Regions from separate parts of the Rattus norvegicus genome. Here region 2 is linked to region 1. A link is a contact called in public Hi-C data. All regions are on one chromosome and are shown on one strand. Each heading gives the region's core, a stretch centred on a gene start, on an enhancer-like site or on the middle of the called end of the contact. The rest is flanking DNA. Distances are from core to core; before and after follow the strand shown.

The links. Hi-C and Micro-C count contacts between places; a contact is called where the count stands out from the background.
Region 2: a contact with region 1 is called in a Hi-C map of prefrontal cortex, with 1.9 times the contacts expected there. The contact joins the enhancer-like site here to the promoter of Rimbp2 in region 1. A contact is called at or near these places in 3 of 12 Hi-C or Micro-C datasets (Schwann cells, frontal cortex and prefrontal cortex).

What each region holds. Positions count from the first base shown.
Region 1 is chr12:33,380,989-33,385,909 of GRCr8, forward strand. Rimbp2 (RIMS binding protein 2) reads left to right here and starts at 2,805. Exons shown (of 22, transcript NM_001100488.3): 1 at 2,805-3,230.
Region 2 is chr12:33,495,682-33,500,602 of GRCr8, forward strand. All of the region lies in intron 2 of Rimbp2 (RIMS binding protein 2), which reads left to right. Among named protein-coding and RNA genes, the nearest start is that of Piwil1, 110 kb to the right of the region's middle. Within about 2 kb of position 2,315, at least 16 of the 93 cell types and tissues checked have an H3K27ac peak or open chromatin away from gene starts, as enhancers often do. A contact at or near this core is called in prefrontal cortex, where this site is marked.

The DNA.
Region 1 (4,921 bases), core at 1,555-4,054:
CAGATGGTGATTCTGAAAGACCCCCAGACTTGGGGAGACTCTCGCTCCAGTCACGGGTTGAGGTACCCCCAGGAAACACGAGAAGCCGGTCTTGATGTAATCAACAAGAGGCACTTTTATTTACGAGATCTCGGGCTGACACGTATCTCACACAGGAGATTGAGTCAAGCCCCGGGCCTCTCTAGGCAGGAGCTTATATAGGGAAAACCAGGGGTTTCGTGTGAATACACATAATTGGCTAATACAAAGGGTGCACAGTTACTTTTGGCACGGAGTTACATCAACAAAGCATACGTGTAATCTAGCATCTCAGCAATGTGGGCAGGGCAACTCATCTCACTGCAGCAGGGGGATGACCCATCCTCAGGGAGTGAAGGAAGGGGAGGGGGTGGCTCCAGATGGCCAGTGTCCTTGGGAGTTGATAGTCGGGCCAGTGAGCCCTATCTCAAATTCTCTCAGGCATGTCTGGACTTTGTTCATGACTAACTTTTAGAAATTTTAACCCTTCAATTCTATAGGTGAAAGGCGGGCTGACCTGTTCGAGGCCATATGGAAAGTCAGGATCAGTCCTGGTCCAGTGTGATCCCAGCTTAAGTGACACACTTTGGCTGTTGTAAAGTGTGCAGTTTAGTGGCCTGTGGAATGTTCATGGTGTGTGCAGCCATTCCTTCTCTGGTCCATGATGTATGGCCTCAGGATAAACACCATGCCCATCCCACAGTGATTTTCAGCCTTTATTATCATCAATCTTCCTTTTATTTCTATAAAACCATCTATCCTAGGCATGTCATTAAAAAATACTCAGGCTGGAGAGATGGCTCAGTGGTTAAGAGCATGGACTGCGGGGTTGGGGATTTAGCTCAGTGGTAGAGCGCTTGCCTAGCAAGTGCAAGGCCCTGGGTTCGGTCCCCAGCTCCGAAAAAAAGAAAAAGAAAAAAAAAAGAGCATGGACTGCTCTTCCAGAGGTCTTGAGTTCAAATCCCAGCAACCACATGGTGGCTTACAACCATCTGTAATGGGATCCGATGCCCTCTTCTGGTGTGTCAAGACAGCTACAGTGTACTTATTTATAATAAATAAATCTTTAAAAAAATAAAAAATACTCAGCAAAATATTTTTAAGTATTTCCATAGCATAGTGGAAATTAGTCCTTCATGCTTTTTCATGGCTGAATACTATTCTTTTGAATGGACACACCTGATTATTCTGTGGGTTATTCATTGGTCCCTGGACACCGAGCTCTTTTTCCCAGTGGATACTATGAAAGTTCTGCTTCAGGGAAGAGCATGTAGGTGGGTGAGAAGGTTCTGGTTCTGTCCGTGGTCTTAGGATGTTGTTGGCAGTTGCCAAGACTCTGGCTCTAAGGCCCAGGGTGTGGCAGTCATTTTACTCCCTGCCTCCAGACTTCAATGTGGTCCTGTGTTTGGGGCATAGGTGCTTGAGTGAAGCCTCCCTACCCAAGGGCAAATTCAAAGGCACATTCAAGATGCAGAATGAGTCCCGATTAAAAAATGTTTTCAAAACATTTTTAAAATTTTATTTTGTGTATGTGTACACGTGTGAGCATGCACACACATGCATGCAGATACCCATTGAAGTCCCTGGAGTTGGTGTTATAGTCAGTTGTGACTTATCTGTTGTGGGTTCTGAAATTTTTGATCAACATGTTTTTGTGGTTAGGGGACATCATCTTTCTGGGAAGGGGAGTGTAAAACCCTTAGCCTCTTAGTTTTAGTTGTTACGGTTCACTCAGGACCCACAAGAGAGCCCATAGTGGCAGAGGGGTGTGTATGTTCACCATGGTGCCTTTAGAGTTTTAAGATTTATTTATTTTTTATTTTATGTGTGCGAGTACATTGCCTGCATAGGTCTGTGCACCATCTACATGCAGTGCCTGTAGAGGCCAGAAGAGGGCGTCACATTCCCTAGAATTAGAGTTACGGATGATTGTGAGCATGAGTGCTGAGAGCCAAACCCCAGTTTTCTGCAAGAGCATCAAGTGTTCTTAACCCCTGAGCTATCTCTCCAGCCCTGACACAAAGGTTTTAAAACTACAGAGTGAGTCCCTTAATCAGAGAGAAACCCGTTGTTTGGCAGGAAGGAGGTGCAGGTGATGCACACTGCTTTTTGTTTGTTTGTTTGTGGTTTTCCATAGTCTTTCCCTACATAGGCCCAGAGGCCCCACACAGCCTCAGTCAATATACAGCCAGGCTGAGGTGTTCCTTCAGAGAATCAGAGCTGTTTAGCATCTTTATAGAGTTAACGTGAGATGCTGATCCCAGGGGAGTGTGTGTGTGTGTGTGTGTGTGTGTGTGTGTGTGTGTGTGTGTCCATTTCCTGGTATTATTCTCTCTTGCTCCTGTGTTGCTAGGTAGCTGGTCCATCTGGCAGTTGCCAAGTTGAGGATGGGCAGAGTTCATGGGGGGTGATGGGCAGTTGGATGGGGAGGGAGACTGGACAAGAATGAAGGAGTCAGGAAGCTGGGAGCTCTGCACATTCACCTCGTTCTGCATCCTTAGCATTGCCTGGTGGACGGGCTGAAGTCTGCTTCCATCTGGCTGCAGGGCCCTGGACCACCTGCAGGGGCAGACCCAGCCGTGGGCCGCCAGGGGAGCTCTTTAGCCCTGAGCCCTGCATCAAGGGCCCCAGCTCCGCCTCCCTTCCTGCCCGGCTTCTGACCACCGCTCTGTGAGAGACACCGGCAGGGAAGGGACAGAGCCATCTTGGGATGCGTGTGTGTGCATGCGCGTTTGTGTGTGCACGTGTGTGTGTGTGTGTGTGTGTGTGTGTGTGTGTGTGTGTGTGTGTGTGTGTATGTGTGTGTGAAAACACTGCCGTTTCCAAGCTTTGGCTACTGCTCTCTGGCGGGTGGCTCTTGCTCATGCCTCTCTCTCTCTCTCTCTCTCTCTCTCTCTCTCTCTCTCTCTCTCTCTCTCTCTCTCTCTCTCTCTCTCTCCCCTGCAAAAATTAAATGGATAATTTCTAGCTGATTCCAAGTGGTGCCCACACACCCGTGTCCTTCAGTGTTGATTGGATCTCTCTCTCTCTCTCTCTCTCTCTCTCTCTCTCTCTCTCTCTCTCTCTCTCTCTCTCTCCCTCTCTCTCTCCCCACTCTCTTCACTCTCCTCCCCTCCCTCTGGCCCCAGTTTGTAATCTGACACAGTGCACTGCAGTGGCTGTCTCTGTCTCTCTCTGGGAGCCCTGGAGGCTGGGCACCGAGAACATCCAAGGTAGGCTGCGATTTGAGATTTAATTTTTTTTTCTTTCCTAAAAATAGCTTCTGTTCCATTCACCTTTCCTCTTAGAGCCACAGCGGCACGGATGACAGGGGCTTAGCAGGGAACTCTTTGCCCAGGTGAAGTTTGCCTCAGAAGGGTGCCCTTCGGCTTTGGATGGGCAGTAGTGGCTGATCAGGATGGAGGCTGCCGCGGGTGACGCTTGGTGCGGAATGCCATCGTGCTCCTGTAGTCTTGTGGCTTGCCACCAATGGATCCTTGTCAGAGTGAAGGGAAGGGCTGCTGCCTTCTCTTGCCCGTACTGTGTCAGCGATGGCGATGACGGTGGCGCTGTGGATCTCCCGGTCCTCTTAGACCCACAGCCTTCCAGAAAAGCCCCTCTGGGCAAAGTTTGACACCATGCTGCCAGGCAGAGCCTTTCCAGAGGGCAGAAACTGGGTCTTGCTTTCAGACAGAGCGCTTGGGGCCTGGGGACGACTTCGTAGGGGACGGCGCAGGGGGGAGGGGCGGACTCAAAGCATCCCAGTCGGCCCCGCCATCCGCTGGCTGCCCACGCGGACTGAAATGTGCAATGTGAATTTGTCAAATGGTGTCCCAGAGAGTGGCTGCAATGGTTCGTTCGTGGAGACAGATGTTCTCGGCACAGTGTGTGTATGTATGTGTACGTGTGTGTGTGTTTGTGCGTGCGTGCGTGTACACACAGGGGCCTTAGTGCAGACTTTCCCCTCCACTTGGAAAGACATTATTTGCAGGTTTACCGGATGACCTACCAGGACGCTGGTGTGGACAATGCCGGAGGGAGGTGATGACTGGGTGGGACCTCCGAGGGAGCAGTTTGTTTCTGACCCCAGGGAGAGCAAACTGGTGGTCCCCTGAGCTAACTGGGAGCTGATGTTTGGTTGATCAGATCAGGGGAGATGAAGAGAAGAAAGGGGGGAAAGAAAGGAAGAGAAAAGAGAGAGTGAAGGTAGGGACAGAGGGACATAGGAAAGGAAGGATGGAGGAAGGAGGGAGGAAGGGAGGAGGGAGGGAGGGAAGAAAGGGAGGAGGGAAGGAAGGAGGGAAGGAAAGAAGGAAGGAAGGAGGAAAGGAAGGAAAGAAGGAGGGAGGAAGGGAAGGAAGGAAGGAGGGAAGGAAAGAGGGAAGGAAGAAGGGAAGGAAGAAAGAAGGGAGGGGAGGAAGGAAGGAGGGAGGGAAAGAAGAAAGAAAGAAAGAAGGGAAGGAGGGAGGGGAGGAAGAAAGAAAGAAGGGAGGGAAGGAAGGAAGGAGGGAGAGAAGGAAGTTGTGAGTACATTTCCAGCCTTCTGCTGGTACGGGAGGCAAGTCCACTGTGGGTTGTTGGAATTGAACTTAGGGTTACCTAGACCCCTTTGGAAGTCTCTGTGTATTGTAGACCCTGAGATCGTTGGTGGCTGAGGAGAGGGGTGATGGGGGGGGCTGGGAAGATCCTGCCTCAGGACAGACCCTTCTGAAGGATCCTGGAGAAGATGTGAGAGGCAGACAACTCATGTGAGGGAGAGGGTAATGTCATAGAGCTGCCAAGTAGGGAGAGAGTGTGGTGCTGGCTGTGGGAGAGTGTGGAAGAGGAGGCAGTACCCAGGGCTGTGGAAAGATTTCTTCTCTGTCCTCTTGTGAGCTTGGAGCTGAGAACTGGGGGCATCTCAGATGAGCCCAGGTGTGGGATG
Region 2 (4,921 bases), core at 1,065-3,564, 110 kb after region 1:
CCTCAGGACCGCACAAAAAAAGTTTGGGACCAGCGAGATGGCTCAGCGATTTAATAGTGTGAGTGGAGAAAGGACCTGACTGGGTTCCCAGCACTGATGTCTGTCTCACAGTCTCTAACTCCAGTTCCAGGGGGGATCTGTCGCCCCCTTCTGGTCTTGATGGACAATGCACTCACATGTACACAAGCACACAATTAAAAATAAAACCTTTAAAACGTGTGTGTGAGGTTCTCCCCGCTCAAGAAATTGTAGTGTTACTAAGAGAAGGCATCCTTGTACATTGCTGGTGGCAACTGGTAGCCAGTGGGGAGCAGGCTTGGGGGGGTCCCTCCAGAATTTAGCTAGGACTGTATCAGATCCAGCAATCTCACTTGGGGGGTGTCTGTGCTCTTTTAATGGCTGCTGTGGTAAAATACTCTGTCAAAAACGACTAAGGTGGGAGGCAGAGGTCCGTCTCTCAGGTGATTCTGGTTTCTGTCAGGTTGACAGTTAACATTACCACAGGGCGTGTGCCAAACCAATCAAAATCAGGGCCGCAGACCTGTGTTTGTGTACCCAGGGGGTACATTTCCAGTGGTCCAAAGATGGACCCACAGACCTCCCGATGATGAATAGATCTACCCGGGACTCACAGGCAACCCAGCTTGTTTATCCAGAAATGTCTGCTCCTGTGGCCTTCTCGGCATACCCTTTGAAACAGGCTTTGAGGTACTGAAGTGAGCATACCCTCCCCTCCCCCTCTGCTCTGCGAGGGTGTCAGAGGAGCCTGGTGACTCACAGGGTACAGATGGTAATGGCACACTGGCAGGGGTGTGCCCAGACCTTTCCCACTCCCATACCAGCCTGACTGAGGTTCTGTTTTCTGTTTGTCCACAAGGAGAGGCCATTCCAACTTGAGCAACAGCACGAGAGGACCTTAGGGACATCAGGGCAAGCCTGCCACCTTAGAATGGACACTGAACAATCAAGCCTTTTGTTTGTTTGTTTGTTTGTTTGTTTGCCGACTGGGGGTGGAAACAAAGGTCTTGTGAATGTTGGGTAAGCGCCTACCACTGAGCCACACCCCCAGCCCTCTTTTTACTGTTCATCTTGAGACTGGTGTTCTCGAGTCGCCCACGGTGGCCTCGTCCTCATTCTCTCTCCAGGCAGGCTTTGAGCCATCAATCCCCCTTACTAAGTTTCTTGAATAGCTGCGATCAGAGGCCCAGCTTTGGTTGTACTTAAACAAGGCCACTGGAGTAATCAAATTTGAGACAGGAAATGGAGTGGCGGGTGTCTGAGGCCAAGGGAGTGGAGGTTGGGAGTCGTTGTTTAAGGGGACAGAGTTCTGGACATGAGTGACAGTCATGGGGGGGCGGGGAGAAGCAAGCTTGTTCAGTATCTTCGGACTTGAACGTAGTTGAGGTGGGGGTCGTAGATATTTTAATCACATTTTGAAAATGAGTGTGCTTTTCGGTTAGTGCCCTTTACCTTACTCCCATCAGCCTCTGTTCTTCAAAGCAGCTCTAGGGAAAGACTCAAAGAAACCCAAAGAAGCCCAGGCACACTCACACTAAGGACACACAGGAGGAAGCTCAGTGACCTTTTTAGCCCGGGAGTCAGTTTCCATTGACAGTGGCATTTGTTTTAAGCATCAGATAAAGAATGGTAGGGCTCGTAAGGAGCTGAGCTGTGGGATAGCTTCATTCCTTTTTCTTGAGTCACTGCCCACTGTGGAAGGAGGTCCTGTGGGTTTCTGGGCAAACCGGCCCTCCCTCAGAAGCAGATGCGGTCCCAGCCCGAGGCGACGTCTTTGCCCAGCCTCTGAAATGCACTTGACATTCCCTACTTCTGAAGAGCAGGACTTAGTTCAGCTTTATGTTTTCCTTAAGGCCAGAGACTTCTGGGTCTCTTCTCGGCACTCCTTTTTAAACAGGCTGTTAGGGAGCTGGCAAGATGGCTCCCAAGTTAAGAGCACTTACCGCTCTTGCAGACCACCTGCGTTCAGTTCCCAGCACCCATATCCGGGAGCTCCCAATCATGTATCACTGAGACATCTGATGCCTCTGGTCTCCGAGGGTACCTGCGCTCATATCTATATTCTCACATCCAGACACACACACACACACACACACACACACACACACACACACACACACACACATATGCATAATTAAAGTTATAGAAATGAAATCTTTTGACTAGGCTTCTAAGTGCCCAATGAGAGTACCTCCCTTCTGCTCTGCAGGGATGAAGAGAGGAACCTGGTGACTCATGGGGGCCCAGACAGGAACAGCAGGCTGGCAGAGATGTTCCCAGATCTGTCCCGCCCCCTTGCCAGCCTGACTGGGCTCTGTTCTCTTCCCAGTTCTGGGTGAGCTAGCTTGCAGGCTCAGAGCCTTCCACGGGAGACAGCAGCTCACCAGATTTCCCGTGGGCTGAGCATCTTGTGTCCTCGAGTAGCTGGGAAGAGGGGAGTCCCAGGACAGCATTAAGTGTTACATCTGATTCATAGTAGCACAGGGACTTGTCCATACAAACCTGGCTTCCAGGAGGACTTCAGGGGTGGTCCTGTCAACTCTAGGTTCCTTCTTTACCCAAAGGAGTTGGGCCTCTGATGAAGGCAGTGTGTTCAGGGGGTTACTTACTCTTTTCTTTCCTTCATGCTGGACTGGAATTGCAATCTGCTTTTTAGTAGACCTCCGTGAAGAGAACAGCATTAATTATGGATATGGGGGGATATGAGACTCCACACCCCTTCCTAAGCTTACATAGAGCTGAGAGATACCGAGATCCAGATGTGGTCTAGACCATTAAACACTGGATCAAGGTCCCCCTGGTGGACAGTCTGCCGAGGAGCGTCGAGCCTGGAAATGCAGTACACAAAATGCCCTCAATGCTCTGGGGCTTGCAAAGCCACCTGTTTACCGATTTCACAAGCTAATTCTAATTCCTTCCCTGGCTGAGCTAGACAGAGCTCTGAGCTGTCCCCAGGCAGGACAGATGTCCCACGGCAGGTTGACATTTGAGGCTGTCGTTTGCTTTGGATGGCTGTAGCTAAGTGTGGTAAGCGTCTCTCTGCCAGGCACTTTGCGGCTCCCTCTACAACCAGCTGTGAACCGGAAGTGTTCGGACAGAAACCCAGAGGCAGGTATTGCCAATTGAGCTTTGTCTGCCTGGCGGGGCAAGCATGCAGGCCTGGAGGTGCTGATCCACCTCCCCACCCCCAACTCCACCCCCGCCCAAGCCAAGTGTTGTTATTGGTTAGTCCATTGCTCAAGGACTGCTGAGCTGCAACCTATAAATCCAGGGACCCAACTAGCAGAGTCCACATCCCGCTCTAGAGTACCAGCATGCAAAGTGACGGCATTAGTTCAATTGAGAATATTTTATGGAAGTTTATGACGATGACAGACAGACATTTAGGATTTCGTAGGCTAAGCAAAGGAAAACACAAGACTCACCCTAGTTTCCATCTCCCGGTTTCAGATACTTAAATACGCAGGGATCTGAGGCATCTTATGTTTGGGATGAAGGAGAGCTGTGTGGCTTTGTCTCTGGCCATCTGGAGCCCACACCGTCTGTCCTGAAGAGGTCTCTCTGGGTGCCTGCCTTCTTGCTTTGAATACTTCCCTTTTGCAGGAGGCAGCTTGGCTCAGTCCCCAGAGGAACGTTCTAGACCAAGTGCGTCTCTGATAGTAACATGGAGAATTTTAAGGGGTGCTTTACAGTCGTGGGAATGTGGGCTGTGAGCCTCACACCTTTGTACAGTCACACATTTATCTGTCTCTCCATCCTCGTCCCCCACCAAACCCCCACCCACACACCATGTGCTGGGCTCTGCTGGGACCTGTGAACCAAAGCCCTAGGTTCCTGGTGTGTCCTGGGCTTTTGCCAGTCAAGCCACTTCTACTCATCAGGCCCCAAAGTGGCAGCAGGGTTCAGAGGGCTTGCGTGTCAAGGTAACAGGTCTATGCCCTTCCCATGAAACCAACAGCCACTTGACAGAGCCCCTTTCTGCCTGTCAACTCCAGGGCCCTTCTTTACCAAGAGGAGTTGGGCCTCTGATTAAGGCAGTGTGCTCATGAATACTTACAGAGGAGAGTCCTGACTGGGCCTACCAGCTAGAGAGGGACCAGATGAGGTCCTGCCTTGCTGAGCTGTGCTCTGCGTGGGTGGTGGCTTCTGGTCCAAGATGACAGGCTGGTTCTTCCCCTCTCTGAGCACTGTAAGCTCCGTGTGGGTAGACGAGGACCAATCAGAACCTTTCTTACATTATTTTGTGCTCGCTCACAACAGCCATTGTCACCGGGCTCTGGTGTCATTGGGGATTATGGCACATGGGTCTCTGAGTCTCAGCAGTAGAGTATAACAGAATCCATGTCCCTGGTAAAGCAATGGAAGAAACTGAGTCAGGGTCCTCGTGAAATGTGGGTGGTTACTGGACAGAGGCTCAAGGGATGTGGGGCTGGGAGTTGTGGGTGCATTGGGAGTTGGAGTATGGCCTTCAGACACAGCAACAGGGGTGAGGCTCGGTAGGACCTCACCTGAGGGAAGGACCTCACGTGAGGAAATAGAGAAGGCTGTATTTCCACAGCTGTAAGGACTAGGATAGCTCCCCCTATAAGCTGACATAGGATTCTGTCCTGTTACAAGCTGAAGCAACATGGGTGCTGTCTAGGGGACCTTGCAACAGGAGCCGGCTTCTGTGCAGGATCATCACCCACATTGCAAGAGACCTGTTTGAAAGAAAAAAAAAAAGCAGTGTGGCAAATTGGGACTGGGTAAAGACAGGTGGAAGGATGAGGTTTCCATTACCGTCTGTGGTCGGGGCAGACTGCCAGGCGGACTCTGCTCAATAACAGAGCTGGGTAGGGATGGGAGCGGTGCATCATGGGAAGGCACGTCATGGCAGGGAACCGAGTCCCTAAGTGCAGAAGAT